Linked DNA regions of Zea mays: region 2 is linked to region 1. The links are chromatin contacts, called in public Hi-C maps. All regions are on one chromosome and are shown on one strand. Each heading gives the region's core, a stretch centred on a gene start, on an enhancer-like site or on the middle of the called end of the contact. The rest is flanking DNA. Distances are from core to core; before and after follow the strand shown.

Region 1 (7,191 bases), core at 1,688-4,187:
TTCTTTCCCCGACCTCCGAAGGCTGCGGATAATGCATTATCTTCTGCCTTGGAATATGCTCCAAGCAGTTCATCACTTATAGCTTCGATGCATTTCAGCCAGTCATCGTTTGGTTCATCGAACTTATCCCCATACCTGAATGTATACTTCAACTGGACCAGTTCACCTTCGCTAGACTTGGTGATGGTCTCCTTCAGCATTTCCCAGCTTTCTACAAGCAGCCATACTCTGAATGCTATATGCTCTTGAATTAAATCTCTTGTACCAATGAAGAAGCAAACAGTACCAAACGCCTTCTGACACGCTTCGGCGGCGTCATCAATTTTAACCTTCGGCTTTCGGAGACCGAAGCGGGACCATATGGGACACATGATAACCTCCTTGATGTCCTCCCTCGCTATCAAGTCGTTCTTCACGTAAAACCATTCTTCCATCCAAGTTTCGGGCCATCTTTTTCGAAATGTTGGCACAGGGTGGCTTGCGTTGGGACGGGCGATAAATCCATAACAACCGAAGTTGTTGTGGTACTGTTCTTTACCCATGGCCTTCGTCTCATATAGAAGTTCGTGCATGCTGCAGAAGCATTTCGCGCTTGACTCTAGCCCTTGGCTCCTTACTGCCCAGACGAAGACTTCCATCGTCAATATGGTTTCGGGGGTCATCTGATGAAGGAAGATTTGGTAGGTTTTCAGCACTTCAACTACAAATCTGCTCAGTGGGAACCGAAGCCCAACTTTGAAGAAGCTTCGGTAAATCACAACTTCATTCTCTTCAGGGGCAGGGACGTTGTTGTCTCCGCCAGCCCTTACAATAGACATATCCCGAAAGTATCTTTCTCTCATGTTCTCAAGATAACTTTGTTTGATGGTCGATTTACCGAAAATCGAATGACTCGGTCTCCAGGGCCAATACTCAGAATCTTTGCCCTACTTCCCGCATCATAACTATCACTGTCACCAGTATCTTCAGACAGGCCCTCCAGTATTTCCTTAGTAATCTTCTCTGTATTTGTTTTTGCCATTGACTCGATAAATCCAGCAATGTAAGGATTCACAGCCTTCTTCTCCTCAAAAAGCTTCTCCTCTTCAGTCACCTTCGTCTCAGCAACAACCTTCTTGTCTTGAGACATTTCTCCTTCAGAAATAACAAAAATGCGTCTTTTTAACCAAAGCTCAGAAAGTTTGAAAAACTAGCAAGTGTTAGTGAGCAAAAGCTATGAAATTGAGAAAATAAAGCGAGTAGCACAAGCAACGTATCAAATGTGGTTGGTGTGAGCTCTTATTTATACGCTCAGCACGCTCTAAATTGGGGGCCTCGTCCGTCATTGACTGTTGCTATTCTAGCAAAGAGAATGTGTTTTTTGGACCTTCGGCTTAAGGCCTTCGTCCATGTCGCAGTCTGAATTTGTTATCTTAAACAAATTAATACTGCGAGGGGCTACTGTTGGGGGCCTTCGTCCTCCGAAGGTCAAAAACGTAATTTAACAATATCTTCCAAGTGTGACATATGCACAGGTACCTTCGGACTCGGGTTAAAAGCACATACGATGTGAAAAGCATAATCGTGACGAAGGTTGGAGTTGCTCCGAAGCTACGCGCAAGAGAGCTTTGGCTAAATAACGGAAAAAGGAACCGACTTAAAGGGAAAGAGGCTATCTAGTCCTCATAGATTTGCCTATGAGTCAATAGTAAATATAAAGGGCATGAATGTAATTTCTCACAGGCCGCGTACTGTGCCTATAAATAGATGAACAGTACCCCCGTACTGTTCACGCTGACTTGTATTCACTTGTGCGTCACGCTTATACTTTTACCTTCTATCAAACCAAAGGTACATTTGTAATTCAATATTGTTTGTCTTTCTATGATAATATAATGAGAATGAATTAATAATGTTACATGATTGTTTACGTTGTTTCTTATATTTCGTATGCTTTTTCTCTTATTAACATATATTGCTATCATGAAGGTATGTCCTTCATGACCTTCGTCTGAAGATCATTATATCCTAAAGGAAATAATGCTTCGTAGGACGAAGGATATTAACATTTAACATTTTGTGTTGGCTTATTCTTAATTCATAGCATTTGAGAACAAATTCTCAACATATATATAGTTGTGTAGTCCGTCTCTTATTTTTTTACTTAGCTCTCTAAAGACCTCTTAACCGACCCTCCCTCAACATGCTCTTTCACGCTAAAATTTTCTCTGATAAACGTGCATTCTTGTCGGTTAGATTATCATTCAACAATATATTATATTTAATACTTTAAATCTTTCATCACGTAGATTTTAAAAAGCTCCTAAAGGCATGTACAAACTAAAGACCCTAGGATAATTATATAATACAAAAGACAACTAATAAATTGTATGATATAATCTAATCTTCTAGATCGTAAATATAGTTAAGAGACAATAAACATATAAAATCGTGAAAAGACGCGAAGAATCTGTCTCTTTTTTACTTAACCCCTTAGAGCAGTCCCAACCCAAGATACTTATAATTTTTTATAGCCTTCACGTCATCTAAAAACTACTACTCCTCTTCAATGTAAATATCAATATTATTGAACTGAAATTAATACACCTCTTCTCTTATTGTGTCTTAGATATCGTGTTGAAATTAAGTCTTATGTAAGATCCAGTTTTTTACTCTTTCTTCATTTAGTTGTTTATCACTATGTGGCAGCTGAATTAATACTATAAAAACTGAATGACGCGGAGGGTTATGATTGCTCTTGTTAGATCGAAGAGGATTGGAGGAGCACCTTTGATCGACGTAACTGAATAAGTACTTAGATGAGATAGTATATACCATAATAAACCATAGTTTATATCTGCGTTTAGATCACTCGTTTGGTCGCTTCCATCTCAAGTGCTGGTTGTGCAACAGTCATTGCCATCCTCCATCCCTCTGAACTCCGAAGGCCGAACCAGTTCCGACGAAACGGTACGGTGACGGCTCACCTCGGGGGTCTCCATGTCCATGGACGGCCCTGCCACCTCGCCGGCAAGCGAGGTGCCGTTCCGCATCAGCTTCTCCGGCCACAGCGGCCACCTCCGCCTCGACCCTACCCCGCACACGCCCAGCCCCATTCCGGACTTCGTCCTGGTACGCTTGCGTTCCCCGCTTCCGCCCTAAATCACTCCTGGCGTTCGATGCAACCTTTAAAACCCTAAACCCACCGTTGTGGCAATGACGACCACAGCCGCCGGCATACCCGGCCGAGAGCCCGAGCAGCGTGAAGGAGTACCTCGAGAGGAACTACCTCGACCCCGAGCTGCACCTCCCCACCGCGGCCGATAGCGGGAGGGTGTGGGATGTCGACTGGTTTGCCCTGGCCAGGCCGCCGCTGGAGCCCTCCGCCCCCCGCACCATGCTCGCGCCCGTCTGGGTGCCGCCTTTCCGGCGCGGGCAGGAGAAGTTGCAATCCGCGGCAGAGTCGCGAGTGTGGGACCCTGAGTCCGTGCAAATGGAGATGGTCGACGTGTTCGATTCGGGGACCGGGGGGATAGCGCCCCGGATGCCTGGTCCGGCGAAGGACTTCGTCAGGGGGAGCATCAACAACAGACCTTTTCGTCCAGGCGGTCTGCAGGATGACGCCGCTGAGGCGGCTGCGCTGGAAAAGGCGTTCCCAGAGGGTGCAAGGACTGGTGATTGGGTGCGTGAGCTCATGAGCGGTGGCCCGGCGCAGGTTGCGCCTCCAGGGTTCCGTAAGGGATTGGAGCTGGGCCAGTTGAAGGTTTGACCCTTACTTGTGTCTCTTCCACTATATAACCACAATCACCGATGTGGTCATGTGGATGTGCCAAACTGTGCAGCGGCTACTTTTCTTGTAGGGGTATGAAAGCCACTGGAAGTGTTTCCGGGATGGAGAACTTGTAGAGGAGCAACCTGCATCATCATCGAATGACACAATGGTAATCAGAACACATATTTTGCATTTGAACAATCCACATCTGTGCTTACTTTGCCATTGTAGAGTTGTAGCCTTGATTATCCCATTGTTCTGCAGGAGAAGTACTCTGTGCAGTTTGATGATCTTTTCAAGATAGCGTGGGAGGAAGATACTGCCAACAAGTTGTTGAAGGACGGTGTTGTTCAACAATCTGCTGAAGGTGAAGGAATCAATGGTACTTTATTGTTCTCACACATCATATTTTTAAGTTACATGAGTACACTGTCTTGGCAAATTGTAATAGCTAAAAGGTAATGGGACATTGTAACCACTGTTGCTACTAGGACATTAGCATTCAGTTCATTTACCAAAGCCTGGTTTCTTGTTAAGATTTTCATTTTTCATTGGCAGAAATTGGCGAACAAAAAGTTGATGCATTGCAGGATGAGTTCGAGAGTATAACAACGCTAGATGACGAGAAACAGGAAGTTGATGTCATAAGAAATGTTCCTGAAACTCAAACAGACTTGGATCAGATGTTATCTTCTGAAGTACAGGATACAGGCAGGGAACCAGGTGCATCAGGTGATAAGAAGCCAACACAAGATGGCATGGTAAGCACTCTTTATGCCTTTTCTTCTATCTCACTTTCTATGCTGTGCTTCTTGTTCTGTAAGCTTCAGGGGTAGATATTGTTGCAGAAATGATAAATGTGGTTTGGTCTCACAATTCTCGATAGATCATGGATGGACCAATAATGCCAATGTACCTCTATTTCATCTATAGGTTTGGGCACTTGTTGGTGGGGACGAGGACATAGTGACTAACTTCTCCAAACTCGTTCCAGATATGGCAATCGAGTTTCCATTTGAATTGGATAAGTTCCAGAAGGAGGTAAAGTACTCATATGCATCCTTTTCTGTTTCAATGTATTCTCCATATTGATCAGAGTGTCTATTATACTGCATCATCCAAGTGCATGCACTGTTTTTTTTACTTGGACTTTTAGGCAAATTCACATTACATGCTTCTAATTGTAGTACTTCATCTATGTTTGGCAGCCTTAGCCTGCAATTTTACTTTCCGGTATACACTCGGTCGCAGCTTGATTTCGTATTAGGACATACCGACATAGATACTTTCATACTATACATTCAGCCTGCGATCATCTAAACGATTTTACTTCTATTGCCTTGCAATACCACATTAGATATTTTCTTAAAACAGCACAAGGTTGCATATCTCTGTGAGAAATTTAAAAGCTAGTCCAGTCTAGGGTTGTCTTTCCTGGAATACAAGATTACGGATAACCAATTTAAATGAAAAGAAACATCTAGTGAACATATATACCCTTTCTTCTATTTCCTGTGGGAACTATTTGTTACAAGGTGTCTTAGATGGTACCACTACCTATCTGTTTTTGAACTTAGAACAATGTTTTCAAGTCGTCCGATTAATTGTGATTAGTCGCGATTAATCGTCCAAGTCGGTTTGGACCAATCACGATTAATCGCCCAAGTCATCCGACTAATCGTGATTAATCGTGATTAATCGGTTAGCCAGAATGATCAGCAAGTCGTCCGACTTGAAAACGATGCTTAGAAAACTATGTTTAAATTGCTTCGTATAGTTGCTAATCTATATTTCTTTTGTCTACAAAGCACAGGCTATATATTATCTCGAGAAGGGTGAATCAGTCTTTGTTGCAGCCCATACTTCAGCTGGAAAGACGGTTGTTGCTGAGTATGCATTCGCATTAGCAACGAAAGTATGATTTCATTTGCTCTTTCTTACTTTTTGGGTAATTTTGCTCGTTTTAAACTGCTTAGCATCTTCCGCACTTAATAGCTTCTAAACCCTTGCATTTAGCCCCCAGCAGCCCAGCTTATTACTTTTTTTAGTTGCCTTGAGAATTTTCCAGTTCTTAATTTCTGATAAGATTCATGCTTGCTTTTCTCAGTAGATTGATCTTTAGATTACATGCCCCAGTGCACTATCTCAAATTCCTCACCGTAATAGTTGATTTAAACCCCCACTGTAATAAAAAATGCTAGCATTGATCTTATTATGACAGATAATTTTGTTATGCAGCATTGCACTAGGTCTGTCTATACTGCTCCTATTAAAACTATCAGCAACCAGAAATACAGAGATTTTTCTGGGAAGTTTGATGTGGGACTTCTGACAGGAGATGTTAGCATCAGGCCAGAGGCAACTTGCTTAATTATGACTACTGAGATATTGCGTTCAATGCTCTACAGAGGCGCAGACATTATACGTGATATTGAATGGGTAGGCTATCACTTATGATTTGTTCACTGTGTTTTACTCTGTGCCTTCAAGTTTCACTTTTATAATCTTGTAAACGGATCATGAGTTGCTGATATGTGTTTAATTGTACACTCAGGTAATCTTTGATGAAGTGCATTATGTAAATGATGCTGAAAGAGGTGTAGTCTGGGAGGAGGTCATTATAATGCTCCCGAAGCACATTAACATTGTTCTTCTTTCGGCAACGGTACTGATTTAGTGTAAACAGCACTTTTACTCACTATGTTCACTATCAACCAAACATTCATGTACTGGCTGTTGAAACAGTTGCTCAGTAATAGCTAGGCACAATATGACATACTAAGGGCACCCACAAGGCCAACAACAGTATAGTAATCTGCCCTCTATAATAGCAGTAGCAATTCACCTTATCTACAGACAGGATAAAAGAAAAAAAGGGCAGACCCAGTGCCAAAGTCTCCCACATGAGTGGGACAGTCTGAGGAAGGGATAAACCGATACAAGCCTCCCCCCCATAAATGTGGTGAGTCTGTTTTGAACCTGTGACTTGGTGACTTAGTGAGACAACTCTCACCACTGCACCAGGCCTACCCTTCTAATCTACAGACACGATAAAATAACACGTCCAATAATGAATGATCTATCTATTGGCACAAACTACAAGAAAAAATCTCGATCTGCGTGGGTAAGACAACCCCTGGGTATCACATTAAGAAGACCTCACATAGGCCGAGAAAAATCCTGAAACCTTGCTCCACCCATACACAGCAGCACCATAGCCCATATGGGAACGACCACGACCGGGGCTAGGCCTTAGACCCGTGCTTTGGCATGAGCCAAAAACCACAGCCTGAAATTCGCTACCACAGGGAGTTGAATTTAGGACTTGTGGAGTGCTACTCAGACCACCTAACCAACTTAGGTAGAGGCCTTTTCGTCACAAGGTGCAAGAAATAATAATGCCCACGGGTAAGAATGATAGTTCGTAGGATGGTTTCTAT
Region 2 (6,926 bases), core at 256-2,755, 330 kb before region 1:
AAGCAAATTGACCATATTCTATCCACCTGCATCCATCCAAGAACCATCCTACATCAGTCTACCTTTGCTAATGCCTCACTTTCTTGGATCTTGCAGAAGAAAAGAGTTCAATAGCAATACTCCAACCAAAAGTACCCAGAATACAGGGAAAAACAAACTGACAAATTCTGAAAAGCTGTCCCTGCATTAGTTTGGTAAGTGAAGTACTTGGTGAATTCAGGACCTTTTTTATTTTAAGTAGCAGGTCAGCAGCTAATTTCAAATTTTCGAGAACACAAAAGGAATTCGCATTGCAAATTTCTGGCAGATCCCGGGCACAAAGGAAGCAGGCATTCCATGAATCAGTCGCTCTCAGATGCTATAAACAATAGTGTCTGGATGACTTACCAGATCCCCATTGAGAAGTGGGGATGGAAGAGAATTATGCTGCCTCCACTGCAACAAGAAAAGCTCCCAGTCCTCCTCCTCTGCCCCTACTACTTCTGATGGCCTGATCAATGCTGCAGCTGCCACCAACAGCAACACGAATCCTAAACCCCTCATCACTTGTTGCCTCCTATGAGCTCATTCCTCCTCCTCCTTTCGTCGACCAAGAAAAGGAAGAAAAAGATGACACTTTTTGTGGTCTTTGTGGAGTGTAGAACACGAAGATTCCTTTTGGCTGCACCAGACTAGCTAGATTTGTCCTTAGAGACGGCCTGGGGTTTGCTAGTGTGAAGTGTGTAGAAGAGTCAAACACCAACACATTGATTAGCAACAAAGAATAGTGAGCTGAAATCAAGGTCACAGATGCTTTTACTTTGAGCATCACAAGAGGTTAGGCCGGATGGCACAAGGAGTCGGCGAATGGTAGAAGTAGAAGGAAATGTTGACTTGGGCACGCGCACCTGCATCTGCCTGCACCCAAGAAATAATAATAAGAATAATAAAGAACACATATCTTTTTTTATATGCTGTGGTCAGAATCTCCAGTATTGTGGACAACATTGGACGGCACAGATCTAGAATCAATGTATTCTGTGCGTCATGATTCGAGCTCTAGCTTAGGCTTAGCTTCGGTTGTTGCCGAACATTGTAAAAAGCTTTGACGTGTTGCTGGGTCGTTTACTCCTGTGGAGGCGTGGAAGCCATGGCCGCTCCCCCAAGAGAAAATAAAAATGTAGCAGTAGCTTGCAAGCGGGAAAGCCAAGAAGGCGTGTCTCGCACCTGTCTCTGACCAAGACGCGCGCATGGAAGAGAAAGCGTCGGGAGGCGGTTGAGATGCGTGGGCGGGCGGGCGGCCAGGCATCCACACGTCTGACGCCTCCCCGCGGTCGGCGCCTCGGCGTGGCAATATACCGGCGTGCCCCGAGCGCGCCGGGGCCTTCTTCTACTCGAGGCGTGGCAACTCCCGCGTGCGCGAGGCCGGCTTCCTTGGACCTGCTGCCGCCCTCGCCACCGGCGATAGCCGCCCGCCGCATCCATTCCCTCGCCTTCTCGCCACGGCGCCAGGCAAACGATGCACAAGAAAAAAGGAGGGACAAAACAAAGAGGGAAAAGAACGAGCGGCGTGGGCCGTTGGCCCATCGGGCCCTTGGAGAAATTAGGCAAGTGGGGCCCAGTGACATGGCCGCTCTGGCTGTCCACGGCCGGTCAGCCGCGAGCGAGAGCTGGGCTGAGCTGCCGTGCGCGTGCTAACCTGGACTGGGCAGCAGGCATCAGACGCATCTCGCGGCATCTCGGCATGTGGAAGCTGTGAAGAGGAGAAGACGCGGAGAGGAGATGCTGCAACAGAAGCCGAACCGAACGAAAGGAAGGAGAGAGAGAGAGAGAGAGAGAAAAAAAAAGGACGGCTCCGCCCAAGGGTCGGAAGGGAGGGAGTTGCCGCGCCGCGGCCGGTTCGATCCTTTGCGCGAGATCGAGCTTCTCCGGTTGGTGTTGGGGCTGGCGACATCTGGGATCCGTCGTCTCTCCTCGTGTTCTTGAGCAGGTGACGATTTACTCTTTGTTGCGTGTGCATGGGTGGGGGTCGATCTGCCTGGTTGTTTAAGGGCGTAATCGCACTGTTCTGTGATTAGTTTAGGACCACCGAGGTCGCAGCTTACTTTTGCGGTGGACTAGGATTCGGGATGCTTTGTGATTTAGCCTTCAGCGGGTGGTAGGACCGTAGGAGGATTCCCGTGGTAATCGCTGGTGAGATTTTGCTCTGGTTTCGGATTTTGGGGTTAGCTTCTGCTGAAGTGCTTGTTCGAGCAAACTAATATCCAAGCATTTAGCGGTGCTGCGTGGTACGCGTACGCCCCCCATTTTAGACTATACTTGAGCTCCAATTGCCCAACTGATATTAGTTTTGCAGTATTGTTTTGCAGATTCCTGAGATACCTACCAACCCCTGATCTCCAATTGCCCAATTGATCCCCATTTGAGTTATTACTAGTTGTTGATTCCAATTCCATTACATGTTTGCCCTAACTAGATATTCCCTTTTCCGTGCAGTTTTCCACTTGCCTGGCAAAAGAACATTTGACTTGGAAGAGCAAACACTGGAAGCTTTGTGGTTTGTCCTAAGTGATCCTATCAAGTTCTCATAGGCTGCATACTGGTACAGCATTTTCTCCTGTGTTTTGGGCCACAGAAGAGGGGGGAGCCAAGGATTTTTCTATCTCGTAAGCCGCGGCCTTGGTGCTCATAGTTACCCTAGTCTGTAAGCTGGAGATTGTAAAAAGCCATATCTGTTCCTCTATCACTGTATATAGAGATCTACATAATGGACGAGAGGAGGACTATTTTGATGGACCGTTACGAAATCGGGAGGCAGTTAGGCCAAGGAAACTTCGCCAAGGTATACTTTGCTCGGAACCTGACCGACGGGCAGTCCGTTGCGATAAAGATGATCGATAAGGACAAGATCACGAGGGTTGGGCTAATAGTGCAGATAAAGAGGGAGATCTCTATAATGAGGCTGGTGAAGCATCCGAATGTCCTGCAGCTCTTCGAGGTAATGGCTAGCAAGAGCAAGATCTACTTCGTATTGGAGTACGCTAAAGGCGGCGAGCTGTTCAACAAAGTATCAAAGGCGAAGCTCAGCGAGGATGCCGCGAGGAGGTATTTCCACCAGCTGGTTAATGCCGTGGACTACTGCCACAGCCGAGGCGTCTACCATCGCGACTTGAAGCCGGAAAACCTACTCCTGGACGAGAACGAGAACCTTAGAGTCTCGGACTTCGGTCTGAGCGCCCTGTCTGAATCCAGAAGGCACGACGGCCTCCTACATACCACGTGTGGAACCCCTGCCTATGTTGCTCCTGAAGTGCTTGGTAGGAGAGGCTACGATGGCACCAAGGCGGACATATGGTCCTGCGGAGTGATTCTCTTCGTGCTCGTGGCTGGTTACCTGCCGTTCCACGACCCGAATCTCATCGAGATGTACAGGAAGATCTCCAGAGCTGAATACAGATGCCCTCGCTCCTTCTCCGGTGAGCTGAAGGACCTGCTTTTCAGAATGCTCGATCCAGATCCCAGTACCAGGATATCCATTTCAAGGATCAAGAGAAGCACTTGGTACAGAAAACCTATCGAGGCAAACGCGGCAAAGATCAAGCACGGCACAGCAAGAGACACCACCGTGCGCGACGGTGAAGCCGCCACGGCCTCGAGCTCGATAGAGTGCAGTAACCGGCCAGAGGAAGACCAAGGGTCGTCAAGCCTCCCTAACCTGAACGCATTCGACATCATTTCTCTCTCGACCGGGTTTGACCTATCTAACCTGTTCGAAGAAAGACACGGGCGGAGGGAGGAGAGGTTCACCACCAGGCAGCCAGTGGGAGCGGTGTTTGGTAGGCTGAAGGAGCTGGCTGAGCGGTTGAAGCTGAAAATCCAGAAGAAGGAGAGCGGGGTCTTGAAACTGGCTGCGCAGAAGGAAGGGATGAAGGGGTTCCTGGAGCTCGACGCCGAGGTTTTCGAGCTTGCCCCTTCGTTCCTTCTGGTCGAGCTGAAGAAGGCCAGCGGTGACACCATTGAGTACCAAAGGCTCGTGAGGGAAGAAGTGCGGCCTGCGCTGAAGGATATGGTCTGGGCTTGGCAGAGCGACCGGCACCAGCAGCAGCAGCAGCGGTGCGAGCAGTCTGTGCAAGGAGAGGACCAGCAGCAGCCGTTGTCGTCTTTGCCGACGCAGCAGTAGTCACTGCACCACCAGTTGCGACCGCCATAACCAGATCACGTCAAAACTGCACCAAGCCGCACAGGACTAGTAACTCCCACTTGCATCGACGCTTATGTGATTGCGGAATTGTGTTTCAGGTTACCTGCCTGCTGCGGTAGGACCTAAAACGCCTACCTGCCTACCATTTGGCATTTTTTTGTATACTGTACGTACATTAGAGTAATAAACAAACATGCTTAACTTTTCAGCTTTCGATTGGAATGTGCTTTTCGATGTAACTCTGTAACCAGTGTAGGTACGAAGTCGATTAGCCACAGGGTCTGGCCATGTTGACCTCACGTAGCCCTGGTTCATTGGTGTAACAGTTTGTTGGCTGCGGCTTTACATTATTTTGTCTCTATGGATTACGGCTGCGACTATGTGTAGCTGAACAAGCTGGTATATGATGAGCCCTGGAAACGTGTGTTTACTGCAGCTATTTGCAGCCAGTGACTGTTGATACAAACGACGAAGTAGAGTTGGTTGTTTATGTAGGCACGCAGCATGACCATAATTATCCATGAATCATGGATAGATGCACAATGTTTAGGAAACAGGTGTGTGTGGCTGGCTGGTGGTGCGAGAAGAGATGCGCTGCCTTGATGTACTGTACTGGGACTGGGAGGGATGCGTCTCGCAGTACAGTCTGTACTATCATCTCTACACGCACGCACGCAGGCTCGACGTGTCGGCGGCGGCGGTCCAGACTCCATATGGATCCGTAGTAGTACAACCTGTTGGCGGGTAGTACAGGTTGGAGCACGCCTCTTCTTCAGTCTTCCTTCCTGAGATGAGGAGTCACTCACCAGCAAAACGCTTGCAGTACACCCCGCTCGCGGGCGTTGTTTATAGTGATCGGTAGCGTGAGCACAGAGCGCCATCAGAAGATGCAAAGAGAAAGAGAAGCAAAGGCATCATTGAGCGCAGCGTTGATGAGCCAGCCGCCGTGCCTCCCCTGTCGGCTGCGGCGGCTCACCAGCGCTGCACTCAATTACGCCTTTGCTTTCTCCCGCTGGCCGCGTGTGTGCAGAGCGGGCGGGCGTTCGGCATCATTCATCAGGTTTGCTTCATTTATTATGCACTCATCGAAGGCTTCTCCTTCGACACTGTCTAGGTGGCGCAGGATCTGAATCAGATGGGTGTCGTCTTCTTCCTCCATCTGCACTCCTGCCCCGTATGATGTCGGTGTCCTAGGACGGCCAGTTGTCTGCGTTCTGGTTAACCCAATTACCTGACGGGGCGGACGACGCTGATAATGATCAGAGAGAGCATGAGGCCATATGCAAGCCTAGACCTAGCTCCCAAACTATTAAAGGTTGCTTCGAGCCCTGGCTGTCATATCAACTACCAACCAGTTTATGTCGATTATCAGTTCCTATCTATCACAACGCTCCACTGCACAACCTTAACCTTTACTGTAAACCTACAGTCACCTCATCGCTTACATCGGGTTTTTCCCCCTCTTTCGTAGACTTTTAGTTAACATCAAACAATGCATTTTATTGAAATCCAAAATACATCTGACTGCGTAATTGAGTAGATTTATCCCAAAATTTAATTAGCATGCCGCTGTGAGCTAGGAGAGCGACACTAGTTTACAATATGACAGTGTTTGTGTTCGGCCAAACCATTTTTGTTGATGGGTAAGGGGACACGACCCCCAAATAGACGCTCTCATTTTAATGAAGAATTAGTTGTGGACTAATTGATAATTCCCATTACAATCGGATTGCACGCATTAAATCTTAGTGCTAAGGAGGTGTTACAAATGAACCTAAAAAAGAAAAGATAATTGTTGAATTAATGTGGGTCTGGTCCATATTAATATTCAATAATTGTCAATGCTAGTTGTCACTTTATGCTACGGTGTACTAGTACTTACCAAACTAGAAGTTTAAGGGACAATTCACTCAACTTAAATAGGTGGACTATTGGTGCATCTATTGAGAAGCTGAGAAAAGGATGAAGGACTGTCACGCGTGCGCGCACCCTGATCTGTTGAGAAGCTGAGATCGTAGGAACAAGAATCACTAAATTCGGAGTTACAGATTTCAAGTTATGATTTTTCGAAGGTTTTATGTGTTTGGTACGGAATTGATTAAGTGATCAATTTTAATATGGGTTTCATGCTAAAACTGAGGTACTAAGTGGTAAACAAAATTATAGAAATTGGAATGGGTTAAAAAGGAGTTTGCATGATTTTCCTATGAATTATACAAGATTATGGATTTATTTTAATACCAAAATCACTTTTTATATTTATTTTACCCTGGTTTTCTATCCACTAGACTGCGCCCAAGATTATACTAAAGTTTAGGGGCAACTGCATAAAAAAACTAAGACTTAGGGCCCGTTTGTGATGGACTGCGGGTTGATAACTTAGAAACAGAGGGTCTCTTATGTAAACTGTATGTGCTGAAGGGGTATGAAGCATCTACGATCGTCAGATTACAATTCCACGGCCAAGATTAAATCGCCAGTGCGATGAACCGTTACGTAACAGCCATCATCCGATCTGAGATCTACGACCCTGATTCTAAATGCCCTAAAACCTCCCAGATCCACTCCCTTTGTCCGAATCGGTACGCATCGGATTAAATCGCAGCCGCACTCTGATGGATCTACGGCCCACGCAGATCATCCCCCATACCAACGGCGAACGGGCGCCGCCGCCCGTAAACACGGCGGTGGCCATGGCCGTGGATGGCCAACTCGACTTCGAGGCCGTAATCCTCTAGTCTAAGAC

What was found. A called contact is a pair of places that touch in the nucleus more often than the background predicts.
Region 2: a contact with region 1 is called in a Hi-C map of leaf, with 6 times the contacts expected there. The contact joins the promoter of LOC103626647 here to the promoter of LOC100383871 in region 1. A contact is called at or near these places in 11 of 25 Hi-C or Micro-C datasets (ear, endosperm, leaf and 3 more).

What each region holds. Positions count from the first base shown.
Region 1 is chr5:84,046,185-84,053,375 of Zm-B73-REFERENCE-NAM-5.0, reverse strand. It overlaps LOC100383871, which reads left to right and starts at 2,937. Exons shown (of 22, transcript NM_001362219.1): 1 at 2,937-3,111; 2 at 3,209-3,742; 3 at 3,840-3,920; 4 at 4,016-4,118; 5 at 4,310-4,512; 6 at 4,685-4,792; 7 at 5,565-5,666; 8 at 5,990-6,190; 9 at 6,306-6,416. The coding sequence starts at 2,980.
Region 2 is chr5:84,378,340-84,385,265 of Zm-B73-REFERENCE-NAM-5.0, reverse strand. LOC103626647 (formin-like protein 10) reads right to left here and starts at 1,505. Exons shown (of 7, transcript XM_008647046.3): 1 at 1,207-1,505; 2 at 388-897; 3 at 1-26. The coding sequence starts at 543. LOC100383954 (putative CBL-interacting protein kinase family protein) reads left to right here and starts at 1,782. Exons shown (of 2, transcript NM_001176571.1): 1 at 1,782-1,969; 2 at 2,476-4,394. The coding sequence starts at 2,747. The coding sequence ends at 4,159. MIR397b (microRNA MIR397b) reads left to right here and starts at 5,094; the gene lies at 5,094-5,177.